Regions from separate parts of the Danio rerio genome. Here regions 1 and 3 are each linked to region 2. The links are chromatin contacts, called in public Micro-C maps. All regions are on one chromosome and are shown on one strand. The core of a region is the stretch at or near the end of the contact, and the rest is flanking DNA. Distances in the headings are between cores, read along the strand shown.

Region 1 (3,456 bases), core at 238-2,737, 140 kb after region 2:
ATCCGGACTCAAATGATTAAACTGAAAACACAGAAAGCACTCACAGTAAACATTAACCTGTGTGGTCAATTCTTTCATCTCTTTTCCGCAGGCAGCTCTGCACACTATGGCGTTGGCGTGATTCTTCGTCACATTGTCAAAGATCAGGACAGTTTCTTTATCCCCCGTCTTTGGAGTGGCAAAAATCGGTTTGTCTCCTAACGCGGTCCAGACAAACTTCACCTTCTCTGGGCAAGATAACATCCTGCATCTCAGCTCATTCCTGTCGCCCACTTTAAATTGAACACTGCGCGGCAGCTCCAGCGTGTGGGAAACAACTAAAAGACAAACATTTTTCCAGTTCCAACATCAATCATTTATGTTCAACAAGCACTGATTATTATGATTTATAATTTATACATTTGCATATCTGACTAAAATACAGAGTTTGAATATGGAAATAAAATATTTGCATAACTAATTAAATCATGAATGTAAAAATTTTGCACAATTCATGCTTGTTCAGTTGCACTGTAAAAAAACGTCTCAAATGTGCATATGCAGTTCAGCTACAGAAATAAAAATGCAATATGTACATACTTGTGCATACAAAAGTCTGTAAAGAGTAAAGATGTTTTTAAAATTCACAAGTAGCTACAAAGAAATGAAAAGTTCAACATTTAAGAATTAACATTATGAGAACAAAATGTATATTTTCTTTCTGAAATGTTGTTTGTTTTATTTACAACTTTTACAACTAAGAAATTATGTTTTACAATGTTTAGTTGTGGAAAATGTAAAGATCACATGGCAATTCTCTGATTTTCTGAAATGACTGGATTTGTTAGTTGTGGGTTTGAGTGGAAAAAAATAAAAAATATATATATATATTGGTCAAATTGGTTAAAAATTGGTTAAAAATCAGTGCTATTCTGAATATTGATTTATAAACTCATCTGTAATTAAAACAGGTAATGTGTTGGCTAGGGATTAAAACTATTTTTTATAATCTAAATATTATTTTCTTTTATTTTCGAGAATGTCAATTTATGCAAAAATTAAATAAATAAATACAATTATTTGAATGTAATCAATTATCATAACTTCTAATCATAATCAATATTAATAATTATATTAATCATATTTTTCTCCATGTGGAAAATACAAGCAAGGGGTTAATTATTAAAAAGTTATACAACAAAGCAATTTTTATTATAATAAAAAGGTAAACATTTAAAAAATAATAATAATAACAACAACAACAACAATACCAATAATAATATAACTGCATTAATAAAATCAGCCATATAAAGTCTAAGAAACTGACCAAAAGAAATGTTAAGCAAGACTAAAATATGTTAAGATATACATGTTGCCTAATAGCATATGCAGTTAAATTACTAACAGATGAAACTTACCTGCAACTGGCAAAAGCAAAGTCAGCAAGAAAGCTGTATCCATGTTGTATACTTATGAAGAATTTTTCCAAGTGCTCCAAGGGAGTGAAAATGAGTTAGTGATCTTGCTTTCATTCAGCTCTGGATCTCATTTATATGAGAAGGGGGTGGGATAGTAGCCCTAAATAAGCCATGAAGGAATTCCCCATCCCTCAATCCTTTGTTTGGACCAAGAAGAGAGGCGAGCAGAAGTTCTCCATCCACCACAGGCTCCCTCTGCTGTCCTGACAGGGTTTCCAGGAAATCACTGTGTACACTCTGAAGATAACATTTCCTTTATGAATTAGCGAGTGGCGACACATTAAAACAACTTCCAACGCTTTTTTTTACAAGCTTGGGGAAATTATTTTGTTTTCCCTGAAATGCTTGATCTAAAAGAAAGTAGCTTGATGGATTGAGGAGGGGGCTATTGTATAAATATGAATTAATTTAAGTGTATAACATGAGGCCTATATAGAAAAAAAAACATTTGCTTATGTACGTTAAGAATAGTAAAAAGTGTATTGTGTGTGACATTACCATATAACAGCTAGTAGGCGCAAAACCTCGACGGTAGACTATAATTCTGCAAAAGAAGACATAAAAACATGATAAAGCCTAATAAAAATAAATGATATGTTTTATTTTGTGTCTAATGTGAGTTTGAATCTCACTTGCAAGTTGCCATACTTAAACCTCTATATACGGTGTGTAGACTGACCTGTATGGACATGAAGGCGACAATGGATAATTTACCTCAGATCTAAAAATACATTAAAACAACCATGAATGTTAACATGTTCGACTCAGTGTTATCCAGCAAGTGTTTTCATGATGAGGAATGCATAAGTGACACGATGTGTGTTTTTAATCATGTTAAAATGCTCTGTATATGAATTATTAGATAATGTAGGTTACTTATCCGTTTCCCTGCGACGTGCAGTCAGTGCGCCTGCTGATAGCTCCGCCCACACGCTCTTCTGATTGGCTGGGATTTTGGATTGATTTGTGGAGTCTCGCAACATTGTGGGGTCTGGTGTGCCCTTTGGACAGCCGAATATGCTTGAATCTTTACCTGGTTATATATACTGTGTAAACTTAGAAATATCTTGACAGACATTTTTACACTAAACTAATAATTTTGTTAATGATATAGCTCTGAAAACATATAAAAGTTATATGCTTTATAATATTTAATGTTTCCAGTTGATGAATGATCAGAATACATCCTGCTTTAATGGGATATGTTCTCACAAAAGGAAAATAACCTCATCACGTAGTTTTAACATCTATTAATGCTATTAATGTTTAACGTCTAATTCTTCTTTAAAACACAAAAGAAGATATTTTGAAGAATGCTGTTGCTGGGATGCCTTGACTTAAAAATATGGGAATATGGAAGTCATTGGGTGCCAACAAGTTCTTTTGTGTTTAAGAGAAGAAACAAATATAAAGAAACGTAAGGGTGAGCCAATGACAACAGAATGTAACTACAAGCAATTTTAAACAAAGAACAAAACTGAATGACACAGTTAAATTCAACAAAGCTGTCGGCTGCTAATAATTTTTTATGAAAGATACGAGTTGCAAATATTGTTATACGATAAAACGAATAATGACAAGACTGAAATCGCTTTCAGATTTTCTTTTTCAATTGACGTACAGTAAAAACCATGTCAGCCAATCAGAATTCGCCAAACTCAAAAGATGGCAAGCATTTAAGGGTCTCATAAAGTGCTTTGAATTGTGGATTATTGTTCGATACATAATGTAATCGCAATTGAAACATGAAGACAAGGCGGGACTTACAGTAGCCCCTCCCCTTTTAAAAACAGCCAATAGCGTTTCTGTTTTATCCCAGCTCTGCCAGTGAGAGTGGTTAAGCTCAAGCAGGACAAATTAAAACCAAATGAGAAGCATCTTCCAAAGGGCGGGGCATCCCAGACACTAGAGAGCATTTGATAGGTCAAAAGATTTGATGAGAAACTGAAGTATGAAAAAATGTTGATTCATTTAGGCAGAAGTGACAAACTGCAAGTTT
Region 2 (3,093 bases), core at 412-2,911:
GTGTATTTCTTCCCACAGATTCGGCAGACAAAAGGGGTAATGCCCATGTGCAGGCGCATGTGACGATCTAGGCTTCCCTTCTGGTTGAAGGACTTGCAGCAGTAAATGCAGGTGAGACGGGGGTTGTAGCGGAACCACCTGTCACCTACCTGTTCTCGTAGGTATTCCTCATATCCTCCCATGTCAAACACAGCTTGTTCCTCTCCCTGTATGGAAAAGGGTGAAAAGTTAATGGTCTAACATAGGTTAACATAGGCACACCACCTGTTCTGTCAGCGGTACAATTGTAAGGTTTTTTTATTTGCTCAGCAAGTGTGACTGACCAATATTTATTTGAAACGATCTATAGGTATTAAAGAAATTAAAGGGTTGTAATTGTAAACTTTTGATTACAACTATGTTTGGGATGCCTTACCTGTGAGGTGGGATGTCTCTGATCGTCAACTCTTCCTGGAGACTCACTCTTGGCTCTCTGGCGATCAGCCATGACCACCACACTACCTGTTGGACTAAACCTGAGGAAAAAAACAAGTACAGGTTCACAATTTTACCAAACAAAACAGAAAAAGTGTTATTGAGCTAAGTGAAATACATTTAAGTACTGTGTCTTGACGTTCCTTAACATAAAAGAAAGTTTGTATCTACATCGATAAGATTCTTATACAAAAAAAAAAACTTTTAAAATTGAACGTGAACTTCCTTTAGATGCCATACACACCTCTCTGTTTCACTGAAGCTACTGGACGGCTGGGAACTTTTCCCACCTCTTCCTCCTTCCTGCACTAGTGTGCTACGTCCTGAGGTGTCAATCATTACTGTCGGCCCCTCCTCTGCCCCACTGCCTTCCTCCGCTGAAGCCTGGGTCTCTGCCCCCATCCACTCATCCATCCTTTCTGTCTTAATCCGAAACCCATCAACCATCCGCACGTTCTCCTCTCCTCCTCTCTCTGCCTCAGGTCCTGTTTCAACATACCATTGCCCGGCTCGGTTAATTCGAAGAATGGGTTCTTTTCCAGATCCTACCTCCTCGGAGCCAATGCCACTGTGCTCCACTATTTGAGGGCTCATGGACTCCCCAGGGGGACTAATCTCTCGAACTTCCCTCACATCGCGGATGCTGATCACCCCAGTGTTGCCAATCAACCGGGAGCTTGTGAGTCTGGGACTCAAGGAGCGGGACCCACTTAGTGTCGTCCCACCTCGTCCCGACTCAATGGTTTGGTTGGTGGTTCTATGAGCTCCATTCCCGAGCTCCTCTTCCACATCTGATAGGCTGATTTTAAAGTGGATGCCTTCCAAAATCTGTGTGCAACGATCAATAATATGCTGCATTTGGAGGAAGCTGGCAGCCGTCAGGTAACTGATGATATCGGCAAGTTGCAAGCATAATCGTCCTGTGTAGCAGAACGAAAGGAGCTGCTCGAATACGGTTGGGTTCCGGATGACTGATATGGACACGGTGCTCATCTCACTCAGTGACATGTGGTCCCTGAAGTAGGGGGAGCTGGCGGCAAGGACCACCTTGTGGGCACGAAAACTGTGGCCCTGAACATTGACAACAATGTCACATAGACGACCCTGTATTCGCAACTGGTTCAAGTGCGACAGGACGGAGTTGCTGAAGTCCGGAATATCAAGTTGGATGCTTCCTGCTCGTTCCATGCGGGCTGCCTATTGCGCTGCTTTTCAAAGCTGCGGACAAATAAAAAGAAGTTCAGGTTATTGGATTAAGTCTGTAAAGCTGTAAAGTTCTTTAAAAATGCAATATAATAGAGACACGTTTTGCATTGCGACAAAAGATGTGCAATTTTCATTTCATTTCATCTCCTTCGGCTTAGTCCCTTTATTTATCAGGGGTAGCCACTGGGAAATAAAACTTATCCAGCATATGTTTTACGCAGCCAATAACCTTCCAGCCGCAACCCAGCAATGGGAAACACTCATACATTATGGCCAATTTAGCTTATTTAATTCACCTATACCACATGTCTTTGGACTGTGGGGGAACCGGAGCACCCGGAGGAAATGCACACCAACACAGGGAGAACATGCAAACTACACACAGAAATGTCAACTGGTCCAGCCGGGACTTGAACCACTGACCTTCTTGCTGTGAGAACACCTAGCCACTGTGCTGCCCTCATGCCAAATTTATATACAGAGAAAACCACAAATTAATTATTCAAAGGCTGTTTCCCAAAGAAAAGTGTGGGACCAGCTGACAATAGTTAATGCGGACGTGTTCAGGGAAACTTGTCTGAAGTTTTGTTCAAGTAGCTCTAACTCACAGAGTTCATCAGAGTCAACTGGTGCACATGTACACATAAAAATGTAAACTGTCTATAAAATCACATTTTAGTAAGACATGTCAAACTCTTTTTGTTTTTTTAACGCGTTTAAATATCCAAGTAAAGTAAACATAATTCATACATTTAATCTGGGGTTTTTAAAAAAACGTCCTGCCGTTATCAGCACACAATGAATCTTGGGACGTTTGAGGCAGCAAAGGGTCCACCGGTCGTGTTCTTTAATGTATGGAAAACTAAGTACGCATTTGGAGGCGGTATTTGAAGGAGCTTTCAAATTTTTTTGAAATGAGATGGTCTTCTTCATGCCATTCTTCTTATGGATACATTTCCTTTTTCCACTTCCTGTTAACTCTTATGACAATGTATATTTGCTCCCCACAAGTTTTCAGTCCATATCCAAAATTTCACAAAAAGTGAAAGCTAACTTTTCGGAGTGCTGTCAGCCAGATTGAATATAGTCACTATTTTTGCAGCATCTGCACACTACATCTTTAAGAGCTGACCAGATTTTTTGTAACACCTCAGATTACATGTAGCATGCTGAAAAGCTTAAAACAATGGTTATTACATGGCTGAATGATGATAACTACACACATGCTTTAACAACAGCAATGACAACAACCTGTTTAAAAGTTTATGAAATTACAAAGACAACCCTTGTCATTTAATAGCATTCAGCATTCATGAAAAATAAAACTGGAGCATTTCAGTTATAACAATGCAATGCAACGTATGACCCATTTTTCTTGAAGAAAAGTTACATCTGAAGTGAGATGCGACAAAG
Region 3 (3,032 bases), core at 214-2,713, 190 kb after region 2:
CTGATCTTTACTTTAACCCATGTAGTTACCTCATATAACCTAGTACTTTCTAAGAACACTGTAAAATAAAGTGAAATAATAAATAATAAAAAATAAACTAAAATGAGAAAAATACATTGCAATAAAAATTACCAATTGCATAAAAGAGATATTTATTGTAATTTGCAACAACATATTTTTTTTACAATTACCAGATTGCTTTTGAAAATGTGCTTATTTTTTGTATAAATGCAAGTTTATATCGTTCACAATGAAGCTTTTTACAGAAATTGCAACATTTTAGAGAAGACACAAACCATCTCAATGTGACTTAAAACTGCTAAATTATGAATCACACAATTTATATGACTTTTTCCTCTTAAACGTTAATCTCTCATGATGTTACACTCAATACTTATGTATAGTATAGTATACTTAAAATCAACAAGCTTTTATTTGCAGTATTTATTTAAGTTTAACACAATGTGACTTAACATGTGAAACATTAATTGTGAAAATGTCATTTTTGCACAAATATATTTATTATTATTAAAAGTATTAGCATTGTTATTATTATTATTATTATTATTATTATTATTATTATTGGGATGCTTCGATTGATCAGCTGGAGATCGGTATGGGCCGATAATCCCATTTTATGACTCGATCGGTACTTGCCAATCTAGCAGATCTCATGAACCGATAGCAGGCGATTGTGTACAGCTTTACATGCAGTGAAAAAAAATGTGTTCTGTGTTTGACAACATTGCAAGTTTCATTGTTTCATTGAAGTTTCAAACTTCAATAAAAAAAACCATTAAAATATATATTCTTAAACCTGAATATTTCATAATATACCTTTTTGTAATATACTTATTGGAACAATAAGCCTCTAATTGCATTATGAAGCTTAAAGCATCAGAATCGGTACTCAGTATCGGCCAATCACTATGAAAAGTAATAGGTGCAAATCCTGATCTGAGCATCCCTAATATATATATCCAAATATTGAGACATTGTAACCATTTTTCCACTATGCAGCAGAACTAGGAGTATTTTTGTTCTGTTGAACAAGGCATTTTGAAGAAAGCTGGAAACCGTTGAGTTCCATAGTATTTGTTTTTTTTCTACTAGGAAAGTCAATGGTTATATATTCCCAACATTCTTCAAAATATCTTCTTTTGTGTTCAACAGAATAAAAACACTCAAACTGATCAGAAAAAAAAACAAATACGAGCAACAAAGAATTTTCATTATTTGGGTGAACCCTCCCTTTAGCTTCCCGTTAAGATTCTGCTCCGTGAACTCTTGGTTACGAGCCCAGATGTTTAACCATTAGACAAACCCAAACAACTAACCAAAACAAAACGACTGCTCTCATGTCAGCAAATAGGGCATTAACTCCTCGCCTCCAGCTCAGAGAGAGGCAGAAGTGGTGATTAGATCATTACCAGGCATGGGTGTTTATCACACTCACAGATGCTGCGTGTGACTCATGCAATTAAAGAGCTGTTAAAACAGGCTGTTAATGAGAGCCGGAGGGGAGTCACATACATCTGTCTCAAAGAAACTGCAAATTACACAAGAGCCTGCATGTCCAGAGCTTTGCAGACAGGGGATGCTGCAATAAATTACATTTAAAAGGAAATACAATGCAACTTTCAGTGCAGCTTTGTTTTGGGCTGTGGCACCATGTCAAACATGCGATTAAAGATGTATCCTCCTTTTAGTCTGCTCAGTGTTTAACATCGGTCGTGGAAATTCAGTTTTTGAGTGCGTGAATGTCAGGAAAAAGTCAGGGAATTCGACATTTAGCCAAGAGTGTGAACACTGGTAAGCTCTAAAAGGGTTTGCTTTTGGTAAGAGGTGTCACATGACAGATCAGTTCATGTACAGTTGAAGTCAGAATTATTAGCCCCCTGTATTATTAGCGCCTCTGTTTATTTTTTCTCCCCAATTTCTTTTTAATGGAGGGAAGATTGTTTCAGCACATTTCTAAGCATACTAGTTTTAAAAACTTTTTTCATATAACAGATTTATTTTATCTTTGTCATGATGACAGTAAATAATATTTTACTTGATATTTTTCAAGATACTTCTATACAGCTTAAGGTGACATTTAAAGGGTTAACTAGGTTAATTAGGTTAACTAGGCAGGTTAGGGTAATTAGGCAAGTTATTGTATAACAATGGTTTGTTCTGTAGACTATCGGAAAAAAAATTAGCTTAAAGGGGCTAATAATTTTGACCCAAAAATGGATTTAAAAAAATTAATAACTATTTATTAAAATAAAACAAATAGAAGAAAAAATATTATCAGACATACTGTGAAAATTTCATTGCTCTGTTAAACATCATTTGGGAAATATTTAAAAAAGAAAATCAAAATCAAAAGGGGGCCAATAATTCTGACTTCAACTGTACTTCCTCTGTCACTTGCAGTTTTTAGAACGGTGGTGATTTAGTTTAACCATTTCCTTTTGAAAACCCACTAATTCTCTTTTTAAATGGTCTTGAAATGATCTCTGACTTCATATCCGAGGACATCATCTTTATGTCTGCCCAGATGACAGCGATGTTATCATCCACTGTTGCTAGTTTCGGGTTTTCCTCTTGTCCGCCACTACAATCCCCTTGTTTCTCAGCCATGACAGTACCCACTTAGTTATCAAGTTATATCACATTTTCTGCTTTCCCGAACTTCAATCAAGAAATAAGTTTTAATTTGAATCAAATTGGGGGAAAACTCAAAGAGAATGGGAGACGAGAGCAGCCATGTGCTTCAGTTTACTACCGAAAGTCCTCCAGTTTATGTACTTCCTGCTTGCATATCCAGATATAAAAAGGTGTACATTTTTCAAAATGTATGCTCATCTTGTCATTTACATTAAGTATTTTTTACTCAATCTTCCAAAAACCCACATAAATAGAGACCAAATATAAAACCTTCTTCAACCAACATAATATCAAATGTGCCAAGTTTGTATGTTAGGAAGGTCTATGGAGTAAAATTAATGTACTCAAACTGTAAGAAAACAAACAGGTTAAGCAAC

What was found. Hi-C and Micro-C count contacts between places; a contact is called where the count stands out from the background.
Region 1: a contact with region 2 is called in a Micro-C map of caudal fin, with 3 times the contacts expected there. The contact joins the promoter of vcam1b here to the promoter of zbtb37 in region 2. A contact is called at or near these places in 1 of 18 Hi-C or Micro-C datasets (caudal fin) and 1 of 4 datasets of contacts at active chromatin or transcription factors (embryo).
Region 3: a contact with region 2 is called in a Micro-C map of caudal fin, with 5 times the contacts expected there. The contact joins the enhancer-like site here to the promoter of zbtb37 in region 2. A contact is called at or near these places in 2 of 18 Hi-C or Micro-C datasets (caudal fin and hematopoietic stem cells).

What each region holds. Positions count from the first base shown.
Region 1 is chr22:15,891,653-15,895,108 of GRCz12tu, forward strand. vcam1b (vascular cell adhesion molecule 1b) reads right to left here and starts at 1,488. Exons shown (of 10, transcript NM_001083835.1): 1 at 1,398-1,488; 2 at 45-317. The coding sequence starts at 1,440.
Region 2 is chr22:15,752,868-15,755,960 of GRCz12tu, forward strand. It overlaps zbtb37 (zinc finger and BTB domain containing 37), which reads right to left and starts at 1,662. Exons shown (of 3, transcript NM_001045160.1): 1 at 719-1,662; 2 at 416-515; 3 at 1-206. The coding sequence starts at 1,662.
Region 3 is chr22:15,938,073-15,941,104 of GRCz12tu, forward strand. All of the region lies in intron 6 of cdc14ab (cell division cycle 14Ab), which reads right to left. Among named protein-coding and RNA genes, the nearest start is that of cdc14ab, 33 kb to the right of the region's middle. Within about 2 kb of position 1,464, at least 9 of the 62 cell types and tissues checked have an H3K27ac peak or open chromatin away from gene starts, as enhancers often do. A contact at or near this core is called in caudal fin, where this site is marked.